Linked DNA regions of Sus scrofa: regions 1 and 3 are each linked to region 2. The links are chromatin contacts, called in public Hi-C and promoter capture Hi-C maps. All regions are on one chromosome and are shown on one strand. The core of a region is the stretch at or near the end of the contact, and the rest is flanking DNA. Distances in the headings are between cores, read along the strand shown. Region 1 holds the start of SSBP2 (single-stranded DNA-binding protein 2). Region 2 holds the start of ATG10 (autophagy related 10). Region 3 overlaps ATG10 (autophagy related 10).

Evidence for each region. Promoter capture Hi-C pulls out the DNA fragments that hold promoters and counts their contacts. Hi-C and Micro-C count contacts between places; a contact is called where the count stands out from the background.
Region 1: a contact with region 2 is called in a promoter capture Hi-C map of fetal liver, with 5 times the contacts expected there. The contact joins the promoter of SSBP2 here to the promoter of ATG10 in region 2. A contact is called at or near these places in 2 of 5 promoter capture datasets (fetal liver and liver), 10 of 47 Hi-C or Micro-C datasets (alveolar macrophages, embryonic fibroblasts, fetal heart ventricle and 7 more) and 2 of 2 datasets of contacts at active chromatin or transcription factors (alveolar macrophages and skeletal muscle).
Region 3: a contact with region 2 is called in a Hi-C map of brain, with 7 times the contacts expected there. The contact joins the enhancer-like site here to the promoter of ATG10 in region 2. A contact is called at or near these places in 1 of 5 promoter capture datasets (liver), 5 of 47 Hi-C or Micro-C datasets (alveolar macrophages, brain, embryonic fibroblasts and 2 more) and 2 of 2 datasets of contacts at active chromatin or transcription factors (alveolar macrophages and skeletal muscle).

What each region holds. Positions count from the first base shown.
Region 1 is chr2:90,262,014-90,264,713 of Sscrofa11.1, reverse strand. It overlaps SSBP2 (single-stranded DNA-binding protein 2), which reads left to right and starts at 1,424. Exons shown (of 16, transcript XM_021084508.1): 1 at 1,424-1,748. The coding sequence starts at 1,687.
Region 2 is chr2:90,435,720-90,438,419 of Sscrofa11.1, reverse strand. It overlaps ATG10 (autophagy related 10), which reads right to left and starts at 1,393. Exons shown (of 5, transcript NM_001190281.1): 1 at 1,365-1,393. It overlaps LOC110259416 (a long non-coding RNA gene), which reads left to right and starts at 1,706. Exons shown (of 4, transcript XR_002341795.1): 1 at 1,706-1,952.
Region 3 is chr2:90,581,050-90,583,749 of Sscrofa11.1, reverse strand. The region is part of intron 4 of ATG10 (autophagy related 10); the gene reads right to left. Among named protein-coding and RNA genes, the nearest start is that of RPS23, 98 kb to the left of the region's middle. Within about 2 kb of position 1,414, at least 37 of the 83 cell types and tissues checked have an H3K27ac peak or open chromatin away from gene starts, as enhancers often do. A contact at or near this core is called in brain, where this site is marked.

The DNA.
Region 1 (2,700 bases), core at 175-2,674, 170 kb after region 2:
CTTTTCTCTTCATTTCTCTGTTTTTGATTTATGTTTGGTTGCCAGAACCTTTTGTGATTTTCTGTCTCATTTTTACTAACTGCCCTTCCTTAACCTTCTGTTGATGTTTTATTCCTATCACTTGCTGTCAATACCCACACAAGCCCATTTCTTTCCATTCCATCTATCTCTGTATCTCCATATACATTTTTATGATCCTACTATAAAAGCTTTAAGGTGAATGTGAGGAATAGAAGGGTGCCTTTCCTCATTTGAATCCTATTTCCTCTCTCCTCCCATAGCTGTTCCATGTCTATTCGTCTTTTCCTGATGTTTTCCCCCATCTGACCCTCACCTGCACCCCCCCTTCCCCTGTCACTCCCCATTTGATGCCCATCTCTTCTTTTTAACCCCATTTGCACTCTCTCTGATTTTACATCCAAGGATCTCCACAAGATAAAGGATGGAGTTCTGTTGGGAAACAGGTTATGTGTGTTTTATAAACTTTTGTGCATTTACTAAAATGGGATTATGAGCTTGGATCCAGAAATATTCGGGCAGCCTTTTAGCTCTAGCAAAGCTTTGCACACCTTGAAGAACGGCTGGGGCCTATTCTCATAGACAAGGACAGGGAGGTCCTTAAAGGCTTCTAAGACCCTTTCCATTCCAAAGGTCAGGGTAAGTTGACATCAGTGACCAAGGCTGGAAAAGCAGGCACACCTGGGGCCCTTCTCTGCAGCACATCTGGCAGGGAAGCTGGTGAATGGTGCGCCGCGGGGCTCAGGTCTTAGGGGGACAGGATGGGGGCCACCGAGGCCCCATGAATCACAGGGCCATCTTTGGGAGGCAAGCTCATCTCTAAAGAGAGGAGGCAGGCCCGAGGCAGAGTGCTCCCCTGGGATGCAGGGCGCGGCTCAAGGGGCCAGGCGACGCCACCCCAGCGGCGCCAAGGGCCGGAGGCGCAGTCCCTCCCTGGCTCAGCCAGAAGGTCGAGCGCGTGTCTCCCTCGCCAGCCAGCCCTCTGGGAGCAGGGCGGGGGCGACACCCGGGGAGTGGGGCCGAGAGCGGCAGCGATCACCCCTGGGTTCCGGCGCGGGGGTCACAGACAGGAGAGGAGTGAGAGAAAGGGGCTGGTTGGGGGTCCCCGGGGCGGTTGGGTCGTAGGTCTGCCTGTGTGCTCAGCGGGCGCCCAGAAGTCTGGGGCCGCCACGGCTCCAGCTCCGCCGGCTAGTGCCGGAGACTCCAGGCCGCACTTTCCCCTCCTCCCGGCGCCTTCTCTCCAGTGAGGAGCCGAGCGCGGGCGGCGCGGGGGGAGGGGCGGCGACGGAGAGAACAGCCAGTTGTTTAAAATCCTTCTAGAGCAGTTTCTAATTCCCCCCTTGCGCCGGGGTTCGGAGGGGGGAGGGGGGAGAAGAGCGGGTGGAGGGAGGAGAGCGGAGAGGGAAGGAGGGAGGGAACCCGGGAGGGAGGGAAGGAGGGAGGAGACTGCCGCTTAGGCTGTGGCAGCCACCGCGCGCTTCGGCAGGCCGAAGGGAGGGGGAGGCCTGTCAGTCTCGCGCGTTGCCTGGGCGAAGGGGGCGGAGCCTTGGCGTGGGGCGGCCAATAGTGGGGGTGGCTGCGTGGGTCGCCATGGGGACGGGGCTGTTCCCGGGGAGGCTGTGATGGGTTGACAGGTGCGTGACAGTGGGAGCTGCTCTCGGCACAAGCATGTACGGCAAAGGCAAGAGTAACAGCAGCGCCGTCCCGTCCGACAGCCAGGCCCGGGAGAAGTAAGTGTCTCCGCTTCTCACCCACCTCCGCCTTCACACGCGCGCACACACACGCACTCGTACACTCTCTCTGAGGCACGCAGACACACAGACACTCTCCGCCCGGGGAGAACCGGGGGTGGGCTGGCAGGGGGAGGGGTACGCGAGGTGGGGGCATGCGATGAGGGGAGAGGCTGTTTCCCAGGAGGTGCTCTCGTGGGGCGGGCGGCCGTAGGGGGCTGCTGTCGGGAGGGAGCGAGTGTATTGGGGGGCGGCGGCGCTGCTGGTGGCGAGGATGGAAACTTGTTTGGGTGATTGAGGGAAATAACCCGTGGGTTCACCTCCTCATAAAGTAACTTTAAAACTAGGGTCTGGGGCTGCGGGGACGGAGAGCCACTGGGGGTCGCGGGGCCGGCGGGAGGGGGCAGGTGCGTGGAGAAGGGCGCGCGAATGGAATGTGTGTTTGGAGGGGCCGGCGGGGGTCGGGGCGGGCACCGCGAGGGGCGCCGCGGCGGGGGCTCGGGCGCCGGGGCTCGGGCCCGGGTGCGCCGGCCGAAGACAGGGCGGAGGTACCGGGCGCGCGGCGGGCGGAAGCCGGGCGCGGAGCGGCCGAGCGGGGCCCCGCGGGGCGCGGAGACGCGCGCGGGGCGAGGAGGGCGTGTGCGGGCGTGGGCCGGGTGGGCGTCGGGATTTTCCCCGGCCCGCGGAGCAACGCGGCAGTCGCAGCCACCGGCGCCTCACCGAGCTGGGGCATGGGGCGCCGGTGGTGCAGCTGAAGTTTGGGAGTCTGAGAAGAACCGAGTTCCCGGGGAGGAAAAGTGTGCTGGCGAGAAGCGGGATCTGCTGGGGCTGGGTGGCGTTTTTGCCGCTCGCAGGCGACCCAGCTCCGCGGCGGCTGCGGCTGGAGAACTTTTTTTGGAGACTTGCAGCCTCCCAAAGGTCTGGGGGCCGTGGCGGCCCGGGCGGGGGTCGC
Region 2 (2,700 bases), core at 144-2,643:
TCGGGTTGGTTTCTGCTAAGCCACAAAGAGAACTCAGGCTTCAAACATAAATAATCAAACTGAGCCCAGGCTTAAGAAAACTACTTATAAACTTTACCCTATTTGTTTTTCCTAAGGCGTTGCTTATCTTTCTCAGAAACTTGAAAGCATTATCTTCTAACATTCTATACCCAGTGAATCCAGTTTAAAACTAGGGAAAATTGTTTCTACTAGTTTCAATTAAATTACCAACAATTTTCAAACCTTGTAATAGCAAGACTCTAATTTGCATTTCTCAGTACTCAACATTTATTTTTTTGGCCAAGTTTTCACTTTGTAAAAGTCTCTTCCTGTCCACATTTGACCCTTCAAAAGCAAGAAGGAAGGTTTCTATGTGGGATCCTAATAACGTAACTGAGTACTACAAAGGGCCTGCCTATGTTTTCCAATTCTGAAAAGTATAAACTGAGGTTTTGCCACTAAAGACTGGAGGTCATTGGCAAGTACAGTTTTTGAAAAGCTATAAACATGATTCATACAAAGTGAGCCTGTGGCAAGAATTTACTGAACTCATAATGAAGGAGCAAGATGAATGGTAAAAATTATAAAAATCTTGGAAATAGAGTAATAAAACTACAACCTTCAGTAGTATTTTTTTTTTCTCCCAGTCAGAAATTGCATCTCCATTAGACAGAAAAATGTAACTGCAAAGCCTGGGCCCTACTCAATACTGTCAGGCAAAAGTATAGTCTTCTAATAATTACTTGATTCAGGCAAGCCTGTTAGACAAGGCTCTATTTTGACTTTGAAACAACATGTAGCTATCCTTTTGCATTTTCAGAGATGAGATGTTTATAATTTTCACAATGGTGAAAACTTTTCATCACAAAAGTTTGTTTTCATAAATAAGTTAACTGCCCCCCTTTCCCCCTCTTTCATGATTTCTGATACTATGAGTAGATAGGTTATTTGGAATTAAAAACTCCTGCTACTTAATAAACCTAAAACTTCAAATTAAGTGGGACTTGACCATTGGAATCGCCAGAAACTTAATACACTTTCAAGGTTTCGAGGCAAAAACTCTCTATCCCGGTACAGGATTCAAACACAGTACTGTAACTACCTAAGTCAGGGTAAGGTGACCATAGCTGCCCAGGAGCGCTGTCACACCAGCACTAGCGGCTCGCCCCCACGCCGCAACTCCAGCGCGACCCGGCCTTCATTTCACTGACCGAAGCCCCGCTTCCTCGGTCTTTTGTTCAGAGTTGGATTGTTTCCCGCCCACCCGTACCCGTCTTTCCTCTCTATCCTAGGAATGGGGTTAGGACCGTGAGGGAAACAGAGCCGGGAACAGGCGAGCAGCAAAAGCCTGTGGAAATACTCACCCCGCTCCACTCGGCCCCTGACCCCGGTCGCCCAGCCCAGCGGGGGCGGAGCGACGGGGCTGGGGGAGGGGAACCGGGGAGAAGGACCTGACGCTGTGCGAGGTACGGCCCAGTCAGCGGTCCCAGAAAAAAGAGTAATGGGCCTGGGGGGGTCAAAAGGACGGAGGTAGAAGAGCAGAGCCAGCAGCTGGGACGCCCACCACTAACAGGTCCTACACGTCCCTTAGCCGCCATCACCGAAGGCGACCCACTCAGAGCATGCGCAATGCACATCCCGCGCACCCTGAAACACAGCTCGCGCGGGCGGCTGACGTCGTGAGCTGCGTGCATTGGGCAGGGGCCAGGGGGCGTGACCTCCCTGAAGTATGCGACGGCCTCCCCCGAGGCCCCGCCCAGCAGTTTGCGGACCCAAGGGCCAGGCGGCGACTGTTTCCTCGGCACAGCACAAAGACGGCTCGTGAAGAGAGGTGCGGGCAGGTAGCTGAAGTCTGGGGGAGGGCGGTGCTGGCGGCTTCAAGAGCCTCTGCACACGCCCCTCCAACGAACAGCCAAATGTCTGGAAAATAAAAGGATGACCAGTGGAGAAAGGTAGGGCAAAAACAACGGAACTGAACAATTCCGTGCCCCTAGAATCTTCCTGAGAGGTTGGAGAACCGTGCCGGCTCTCACAACGCACACTGCAAAACTACTGTAAACACATTAAGCACAAGCACGACCCCTTTTAAAACTTAAGGACCGAGATGGAAGTTAGGGATTCGTAAATTGACAGTAGTACTGTCTGTGGCACAAACTCAGGGCAAGGGGAGGGAAATCTAGCAGCAGAATTAATTGGAGAGAAAGGTAAGGTAAAGGAAAGACAAGAAAAGCGTAGGAATAACAAGGGTAATCCAACTGAAATACTGAAAATGCAACGGCAGACATCTGAGGGAAAATAAGCATCTGCTCCTTTTAACACAACGGAATTAAATTTGTGTGAAAAGAAAGGAGTAAACACAGGCAAAGAAGTGAAAGGAAAACCTGCTTCAAACATACAGGGCATAGTTTTGATCTTGCACGACGGTTGTGTAAGATATCACCGTTGAAGAAAGGTGATTGGGTACACAGGACTCTGTACTATTTTTGCAATTTCCTGTTTGCCTATCATTACTGCGAAATAAAAAGGTCTTAAAAAGTGAAAGAACACTGATCAGTGGTGACCACGGCAAGGGAATGACTAACAAGGGGCTAAAGGGAATTTGGGAAGATGATGGAACTGTTCTGTATCTTTGTTTGCCAAATCTTGTAAAAAGAATAGATTTTACTGCAGGTGAAATAGTTTAAAACTCAATTTAAAAAA
Region 3 (2,700 bases), core at 165-2,664, 150 kb before region 2:
ATCTTTAGGCTGTATTCAGAGTGGTTAGAAATTCCTCCTCCTGGTTCATTTAATGAGTACTTGTTGATACTGTGCCGCAGTTGATACTGTGGGTATTAAAATGAGTAGGACAAATAATACATATGTCATATATGTATTATACACACACAGCTGTGAATAAAGCTTGTCAGTTTGTAGGTTTTTTAGTACTCACTATTAATTTCCTTCCTCTTTCTTTTTTTACCTTAAACCCTTACCTTCTGGCTTACCATTTTATCGGAGGTAAGTAAACAAATAACTTCTTGCTATAGTGCAGTATGTACATACGATTTAATGTGATGTGATGTGATATGACATGGGAGTGACAAGAACAACTGGTGTGTTAGCTGAGTCTTAGGCAATAGTTGGCCTGGTGGACACTGGACATGTAAAGGAGTAAGAGGTAACCACAGCCCAATGGATTTGCATTTCAAGAAACAAAATAACAATTTCTTCTGAAATCTAAGCCAGTTGATGAAAGAAAGGTATTGTCAATTTAAATGGGAACTACTTACTACTGCTTTACCTAAAAAAGAAAAGAGGTTCTGGAATGAAAATTCAGAGCAAAGCAGAGAAACTAATTTTTAGTAACAGTCAAACGCAAAAGAAGTTCTAAATATCTGTCAAAAACAAGGCTAAGTGAACTATTTTTGAAGCAACAACAACAACAAAAAGACCCCTGAGCAAGAAATTTTATAGCCATCCTTTTTCTAGGTCAGAAGTCTCTTAGAATGAGACAAAGAAAAATCTGGACCTGGAATAAAAGGAAGATGTTAGGAATCCATTCACCCCACTGATAGAGATTTGCTTAACAAAAAGATCAAAGGCCAGAGTAACCATGAAACACGTGAAGAAGGAATAGACTGAGGGGAATAAATGAAAAATTCTGACTCCAGAGTAAAGGGCAATACATTTTTAGAACACCCATTAGGTTAAGCTAGATAGAAAAGAGAAAAGGAATTATGAGGGTATGATAAAGAAAAGAACCATCTTCGTGTTTCTCCACAAGACAGCATTCAGTATGCTTTGCAAAAATTAAATTTGATATTTTAATGTACCTGGAAAACCACTACATGACTTCCGGAATTCAAAAATTCCTACTGTTCATTCTATATAACACAGAATATGAAGGGTGGAGAAGAAGAAATCCTCCTACATAAAACAAATGACTTGTTTTGGTTTCCTTTATAAAAGCATAAATGAAGAGCATCTTAAAAATATATAAATAGAATCCAAAATAGCTAGTTTTTTTTTTTAAAGAAAACCATAATGAAGAAAAGATCTTAGGAAGTATACAAATTTCATTAAAATATAATTGGACTTGCAGGAACAATTACTGTGCTGTACTGTAAGGGGAGCTGTTGGCACACAAGAGCAAAGCACACGTATGAGCTCATCCACCGGCCTCGGCAAGACCCACTTCCAGCTAGAAGCAGTCATGTTTCAACACCTCTGATTCCCTAATGCTGACAAGCTAAACAACTTGTTTTGTCTCTGGGAGCTCTTCTCTGGTGATTAACTGCTTATGGTGAATACTAATTATATGAAAGTACAGTATTGAAAAAGTAGTGTCCTATTTTCTCTACCTGCAGCCTCAAAAGACATGGCTTTAAAACTGGAAGGTACCAGAAAGAGCTACTGCAAACCAAACCAGAAGGACATTTTCCTCCCCCCACCCCAGCAAATAAATGTATCTCCTTCTACTTTTTAGTATAACACAGCTCACTGACAAGAAACTTCCTTTAACCTCTGGGATCCAAACCAAGCAGCATTACGATAAGGTGAGTGTTTTAAACACCTATAATAATCATATGGACAAATCTGCAGCAAGAGTTTGTGAATTAGTGAACTATCAGTGTCCTCAATTCCCCATGTCCCATGCTGAAAATTTACCCCAAATTGTCAGTTCTTAGGAACTGCACCTCAGATTAAAATCTTCTCACCAGGGAGTCTATGAGAATTTGTTCTTGTGTTTTAAATCCTAAGTGCTTGTTAAACCGCCAACACTGCAAAATTAGAGACCATTAAACAATATAAGGCAGCAAGTGATTAAATCTACCAAATACACATTCAAAGCAGCTTAAGCTACTTTTTAATTAAAAATAAAATATCACTGGCTAAATTCAGATGTCTTAGCTATCCAGAAAAGGTTAGAAGGCTGTTCAAAATGCAAAAGGCTGCTAAGTCCAGATAGAAAACGAGAAACAGGGGAGGGTGGGCTGGGGAAGTGGCTCTTCTTGTCCCTGAGTCCAGGGTGGAGGGGCCTCAAAATGCTGACCCAGTTTAGTCAGAGGACAATGTGAAGTGGGGAGTCCCAGCAGCACTGCAGGGTGAGGACTCCACGCGGCTGCTGATTAAATAAGCTTTATTAGCCAAGGCCTCAGAGGAGACAGGGTGTTCCACCTTGGCAAAGGGAATGAGTTGAGTAACAGCATGGCAGGAAGCTGAGGCATCAGAGATGTATAGATGGCTGAAGGAAATGTTAGCGCTATTTTAAAATACAGCTTAAACGGATTGATAAACAGTTCCTGAAATAATAATTAGTGCTTGGGGAAGGAGACATGGGTACTTTTGAGTTAATGGGATCACTTGAGATGGAAAGAAATCTTTACCGTAAAGTTAGAGTAAATAAACCTTGTAGCTTTAAGTTGTTCCTACTTGTTTAAAGTAAAGAAAAGAAAA